Linked DNA regions of Mus musculus: region 2 is linked to region 1. A link is a contact called in public Micro-C data. All regions are on one chromosome and are shown on one strand. Each heading gives the region's core, a stretch centred on a gene start, on an enhancer-like site or on the middle of the called end of the contact. The rest is flanking DNA. Distances are from core to core; before and after follow the strand shown. Region 1 holds the start of Trim58 (tripartite motif-containing 58). Region 2 has its middle 47 kb from the start of Gm33078.

Evidence for each region. Hi-C and Micro-C count contacts between places; a contact is called where the count stands out from the background.
Region 2: a Micro-C map of embryonic stem cells shows a contact between it and region 1, with 3 times the contacts expected there. The contact joins the enhancer-like site here to the promoter of Trim58 in region 1. A contact is called at or near these places in 4 of 39 promoter capture datasets (erythroid cells, hippocampal neurons, maxillary cranial neural crest and 1 more), 14 of 484 Hi-C or Micro-C datasets (the Ba/F3 cell line, CD4 T cells, CD8 T cells and 7 more), 2 of 115 datasets of contacts at active chromatin or transcription factors (T-cell acute lymphoblastic leukemia and embryonic stem cells) and 1 of 9 other capture datasets (pancreatic islet).

The regions. Positions count from the first base shown.
Region 1 is chr11:58,638,989-58,642,001 of GRCm38.p6, forward strand. It overlaps Trim58 (tripartite motif-containing 58), which reads left to right and starts at 1,477. Exons shown (of 6, transcript NM_001039047.1): 1 at 1,477-1,896. The coding sequence starts at 1,480.
Region 2 is chr11:57,957,078-57,960,090 of GRCm38.p6, forward strand. No RefSeq gene overlaps it. Among named protein-coding and RNA genes, the nearest start is that of Gm33078, 47 kb to the left of the region's middle. Within about 2 kb of position 1,409, at least 55 of the 459 cell types and tissues checked have an H3K27ac peak or open chromatin away from gene starts, as enhancers often do. A contact at or near this core is called in CD8 T cells, the G1E-ER4 cell line, T-cell acute lymphoblastic leukemia and 2 more, where this site is marked.

The sequences.
Region 1 (3,013 bases), core at 227-2,726:
CCCTGTGTCAACAAGTGCAGTTTTCATGGGCTGGACTGGAAATTGTTCCTTTCAGAGGCTGGAGAGGTGACTCGGTGGTCAAAGAGGACTCGCTGCTCCTGCAGAAGGGCTGAGTTCTGTTCCTGACACCCATGGCAGGTGGCTCACACGCATCTGAAACTCTAGCTCCAGGGGATCCTGTGCCCTCTCTGGCCTCCTCGGGCAGGAGGGCACCTATTATACTGTTCTCATCCATGCTGGGCTGCCCACCTGCCATTACCACACACGTCATCCTCGCATCTGTCCTTCCAGTGGTATGGTAGTTTATTTCTGAAAGTAGAAAATCTCAAGAAAGAAAGACTGAGGAAAAAATAAGTATTTTTTCCAAGGGTGTTTTTTGTTTTTGTTTTTGTTTTTGTGATTACAACAGAAGTTCATGGTACCATTCAGTAATAGTGGGGGAAGAGGGCAGGCGTGCCCCACATTGGCTGATGTGGCATGAGGGACTCCTAAGAGGCAGGCTTATTTCTGATTTTGTCCTACTAGCAGGGCAACTACCCCCAGCCAACTTCATGTGTAATATGCACAGATAGACTCAAGAGCTAACCCTAAGTCTGCATGCTTCAGGAAATTCCGGGAACTTTTGTTAATCTTACATTTGAGGTTTTTCCTGTGTGGGTTGTGTGAGTGAGTGAGTGTGTGTGTGTGTGTGTGTGTGTGTGTGTGTGTGTGTGTGTGTGTGCTGCCACTCCAACATGGAAGCCAGACAACAACTTTTGCCAGTTAGATTTCTTTCAACCATGTGAGTCTGGAGAGTCAAATTCAGGTCAGGTTTAGTGGCAAGCATCTTTGCCATCTTATGGGCAATAAATAAATAAATAAATAAATAAATAAATAAATAAATAAATATTACTGGGGAAGGCAACTTTGTTGGTCTTGATGGTATAGTCCTATCATTCCAGCTATTTGGGATGCTGAGCCAGGAATAGGGTGTTCCAAGTCAGACTAGGTGTCAGAGTGAGTTCAAAGACAGCCTGGACTACAGGTGAATTCAAGGCCAGCCTAGGCAAAATTGGTAGATCTCCCATCCCAAAATAAGAGACTGGGGGTGTTCCTCAGTGGTAGAACTTGCTTGGCTTGTGTGAAGCGCTGGGTTCCACCCATACTACAAAATCATGCTGCAAGCTTCAATAGCCTCTAAATGTGAGTTAGGGTGGCGTAAAAGCTGCATTATATTAGACTCAAAATAAAGATAGGGAAGGAAAGAATAGGAAAAAAAAAAAAAAACAAAAAACAAAAAACCAGAAGAGGAGCTGCTGGGTTTCTGAAGAGGTGACAGTCATTGGACTTGTTGCTGTCACCAGGAGTGGCTCTTTTTGGCTGCTGGATCCGGGCCAGCCCAGGCGATAAAACCCTCAGGGCCTGTTCCCCTGCTTTTGGGTTTCCTTCCTTCTATGCAGACCGCTAGGGTAATAGGAGCTGCTGCCACAAGCTAAGGCCATGGCCACGGCACCCGGGGAGCGACTGCAGGAGGAGGCGCGGTGCTCCGTGTGCCTGGACTTCCTGCAGGAGCCCATCAGCGTGGACTGCGGCCACAGTTTCTGTCTGCGGTGCATCTCGGAGTTCTGCGAGAAGTCGGACAGCGCTCAGGGCGTCTACGCCTGTCCCCAGTGCAGGGGTCCCTTCAGGCCCGCCAGCTTCAGACCCAACCGGCAGCTGGCCAGCCTGGTGGACAGCGTGCGGCAGCTGGGGCTGGGCACGGGACACGCGGGGTCGCGTCAGTGTGCGAGGCACGGTGAGGACCTGAGCCACTTCTGTGAAGAGGACCAGACGATGCTGTGCTGGGTCTGCGATACCAGCCCTGAGCACCGGAGCCACCGCACAGAGACGCTGCAGGAGGCTGCCAGCCGCTACCAGGTGAGCCTCAGCTCAGGTTCCCGTGTGGAAATAGGGAAAACACTGAGGCTGATGACCTTGGAATGTGAAGGGACATGTACCATACAGAGCCAAATGGTGCTATTGTATAAGTAGTAACTATTAACTCCCAAGCTCTTTCCTTCTCTGGTCTTCCCCTCTCCAACCCCCACCCCCTGCCCCCGTTCCCCGTTCCCGTTCCCCGTTCCCCGTTCTTACTGGCTCACATTCCCCGAAGCTGGGGTGGCTTTCGCCCCTGGGAACCCCGGGGTTGGGCATAGGCTAAATCCTGCCTCCTACTATAATGGGCCTCTGGTGTAGCACGTGGGAAACTCCCTTTGCTGAGCACAGACTCGGAGGGGTTTCCTACTGCTTCTTGCCTCTGTGTGTGTTATCTGGGCATTGGCAGAAGGCTGCTTTGCTCACTCATCTTCCTCTGAAGTTGCTGGACACATTTTAAGAACATTTACGTTTCCATCTTCCGGAACAACCAGCACAAGGGACACCAGCGTGGTTTTCCTTCCTTGACAAGCTTGACCACGGAGTTGCACAGAGCACTAACTTTCTTAAGATGTTTGCTGGGTTGATTTTCTCTAAAATTATAAATTAGGTGTTTTCCTCAACTCGTTGAAAAATCTCTCTTGATTTTACCACTTGCTTTCCTCAACTTGGTAAAAATTTGGGCACCAGTTATTTCCTAATCAGATTTAAAAATTATGATCCCACCTGCTTAAGTCCTGAAAATGTCACACAGACCTTGGCTAGCGATACATTTCTGATACTGTTTTCTACAAATATTCTGTAGGGCTTTTGTTTTCCTCGATTAAATGCCAAATAAACATCGTCTAGACCTCTGGGCCAATCAGCTGCAGCTGCCTAGGGCCCTGTGCAAACTGTGCTCAGCTCTTATCCTAACCACACAGACCCAGTGGAATCTGCCCTGTCACTGTTGTACCTAGCCCTGCTGTGCTGTTTGTCACCTCTTTGGTGTGGCCCCTGGTTTCTTTGGGCTGGTGGGGCTTTACTCCATCTGCTGAGCCAAATTTTTCAACAGCAAAGCAAATCCCAGCCAGTCTGGTCAAGCACTACCCTGAGTTCCAAGGCTATTTTATGTGCACGC
Region 2 (3,013 bases), core at 159-2,658, 680 kb before region 1:
TTTGTTCAGACAGGACTCCAGTTTGCTGTGTAGCCAAGAGCGACCTTGAACTGCTGATCCTCCTGCCTCTGTCTCCCTAGTTAAAGAACAGTAGGTTTGTCCAGATAACACATTCCTTTCGACACCTTCACTATTCCTATGTGGGTAAGCCTTCCTTTGTTTTACTAATTAGCTTTATTGCCGTATAAGTCACATACAATAAAACCTACCTATCTTAAGGGCACTCAGTGTGCTGGGCAGTGGTGGCACACACCTTAGATCCTCCTGCCTCTGCCTCACTACTGATGGGATTAAAATAATCGTGGCGAGATGCCTCGATTCAGCAGGTGAAGGCACTTGCCGCCAAGCCCGATGACCTGGATTTGATCCTTAGAACCTGCATGGTAGAAAAGAACCAACTTCCTCACACTTTTCTCTGACCTCAATTTGCCCAGGCGCAAACCGGCCCACACTACAATGAATAAGTGAATGAATAAATACAAAACTACAGATGAGCTGGGCGTGGTGGCGCACGCCTTTAATCCCTGCACTCGGAAGGCAGAGACAGGCAGATTTCTGAGTTCGAGGCCAGCCTGGTCTACAGAGTGAGTTCCAGGACAGCCAGGGCTATACAGAGAAACCCTGTCTCAAAAAAACAAAACAAACAAACAACAAAAAAAAACTACACATGAGCCGAGCTGACCACCTGGCTAGGAATGCGGAGGTGACCTGAACCAAATGCTTCTCTTCTGGTGACACACGGTACAGTATTCCACTCCGGTGACTCCAAGTCTCTCTTGGCTCCCCCACCCACCCCCTCCCACCCTCACGTGTGTCACATTGGCCTCTGCCTAGGAAGTGGCGTGACTGCATGTAGGGTGTTCTCTGAGGCCAAAACAGTCTTATGTAATCACACCTGAAAATGTAAGTTTTCATCAAACCATTTCTGGTTCTGGGACTCAGCCTGCGATAAGAGGAAGAGAACATGTGATCCTTGGATCCTTCATTTAAATGGGTGGTGTGGGGTGTTTCGAGAAGACCTCTCCAAAGAAGAGATGCTGTCTCAAGATGGAAAAGGATGAGCAAGCCTTAGTATGAGAAAGAGTATCCTCCGAGGAGGAACAAATAGATGGTCTGGAAAGTCTCAAGGTAACCCAGGCTGGCCTTGAACTTGTTACGTTGCTAAGGAAACTTTGAACTACCGACTCTCCTGCCTCCTCCAAGATGCTATGACTCTTAAGAGTTCATAACCACACCTGATGGGATTTTTTGTCTTTATTTTAAGAATGTGGTAGAGCCACTACACGGTTCTCTTACACAGGGCGTGACCACACGTTCTTTCTTCTGGTCATTCAGGGTTAGGGAAGGGTGAGCTGTGGAGGCAGGTGCCGGAAGCAGCAGGAAACAGTAGAGGGAGGCTGTTGTAATCACCTAAGAGGGCCACAGCTGTGAGTGCCTGCTATGATCAGGGGAAGCACAGAGCTTAGCGACTGAGTGAAAGGAACAGGGCTTCCTCCTTCACCAGAAGAACTCAAAGCTGTCTGAAAAGGTAGTCACAGAACTGTACAGCTGACAGTGACCACAGAGGTCATTTTCCAGTTTTGGGGGAACCGTATTCCAAAGAGGGTCCTGAACTCACCCCCACCCTGGCGAAAAACTGGAACTGGGGCATGAATTCAATGAACTCAAATAGGAAGAGACCAAGGTGGCCCCCATCCCAGCACTCCAGGGAGGCTTCCTGGAAGAGGTGGAGCAGATCAGCATCAAGATCTGATAGTGCTGATGGGTGTGGTTCACTATCTGCTGGCTGCTGGCAAGAGAGTCACCGGTTCTAGACCAGCATGGGCATCGGGATTAAAACCCTGACTAAGGGCCAGAGAGACAGCTCAAAGGGTAAAGATGCTTGTCTCACAGTCTGGTGATCTGAATTTGATCCCCAGGACCCACATACACTTGGAGAGAACAAACTCTATAAAAGTTAACCTCTGCTGGGCAGTGGTGGCACACACCGTTGACCCAGCACTTGGGAGGCAGAGGCAGGTGAATTTCTAACTTTGAGGCCAGCCTGGTCTACAGTGTGAGTTCCAGGACAGCCAGGGCTATACAGAGAAACCCTGTGTCATGGTTTGTATATTTTTGGACCAGGGAGTGGCACCATTTGGAGGTGTGGCCTTGTTGAAATAGGTGTGACCTGGTTGGAGTAGGTGTGTCACTGTGGGTGTGGGCTTAAGACCCTCACCTTAGTTGCCTGGAATCAGTCTTCCACTAGCAGCCTTTGGATGAAGACATAGAACTCTCAGCTCTGCCTGTGCCACGCCTGCCTGGATGCTGCCATGCTTCCACCTTGATGTTAATGGACTGGACCTCTGAACCTGTAAGCCAGCCCCAATTAAATGTTTTTTATAAGACTTGCCTTGGTCATGGTGTCTGTTCACAGCAGTAACTAAGACACCCTGTCTCAAAAAGAAAAAAAAAAAAAAGTTAACCTCTGACCTCCACTTGTGCACCTTGGCACATGTACCCACACACATGCATCATGCACACACACACAATAATCACTGGTCCCTTGTACAAAGTCATCAATACTTTAGTTCCCAAGTAGAAGCTATCTCTCCCAGTCTTTTTCCTGAGGCCTTGTGCAAAGCAGGGTGGGCAGGATCCAGTCCCTAGGAGCAACTCCGAAAGGCTGGGCAAAGAGAGCCACAGGAAAGAGCGCAAGCCAGGTGCATCATGGTCCCTGTATCTGTGGCTTTGGGCTTTCACATCTTACCTGCTCTTCTCAGTATGGGAGCCCACGGGGTCAGCAAAATAGAGCAGAAACAATGCCTGGTAGCTCTAGTGTCGCAAGGATTTGGTAGAGTGAGGACTTTTTTTATAGAGTGGAAATACTTTGTGGTAGCCAGCAAGCTTACCAACTCCATAAAAATCACCAAATCTAGACAAATAAATGACTCCTGTCCATCAACTGCTTGACACACCCCTCAGAGATTTGGCCATGTGTCTTCTGGCTGTGTGCCTCTTTGTGCACATGACT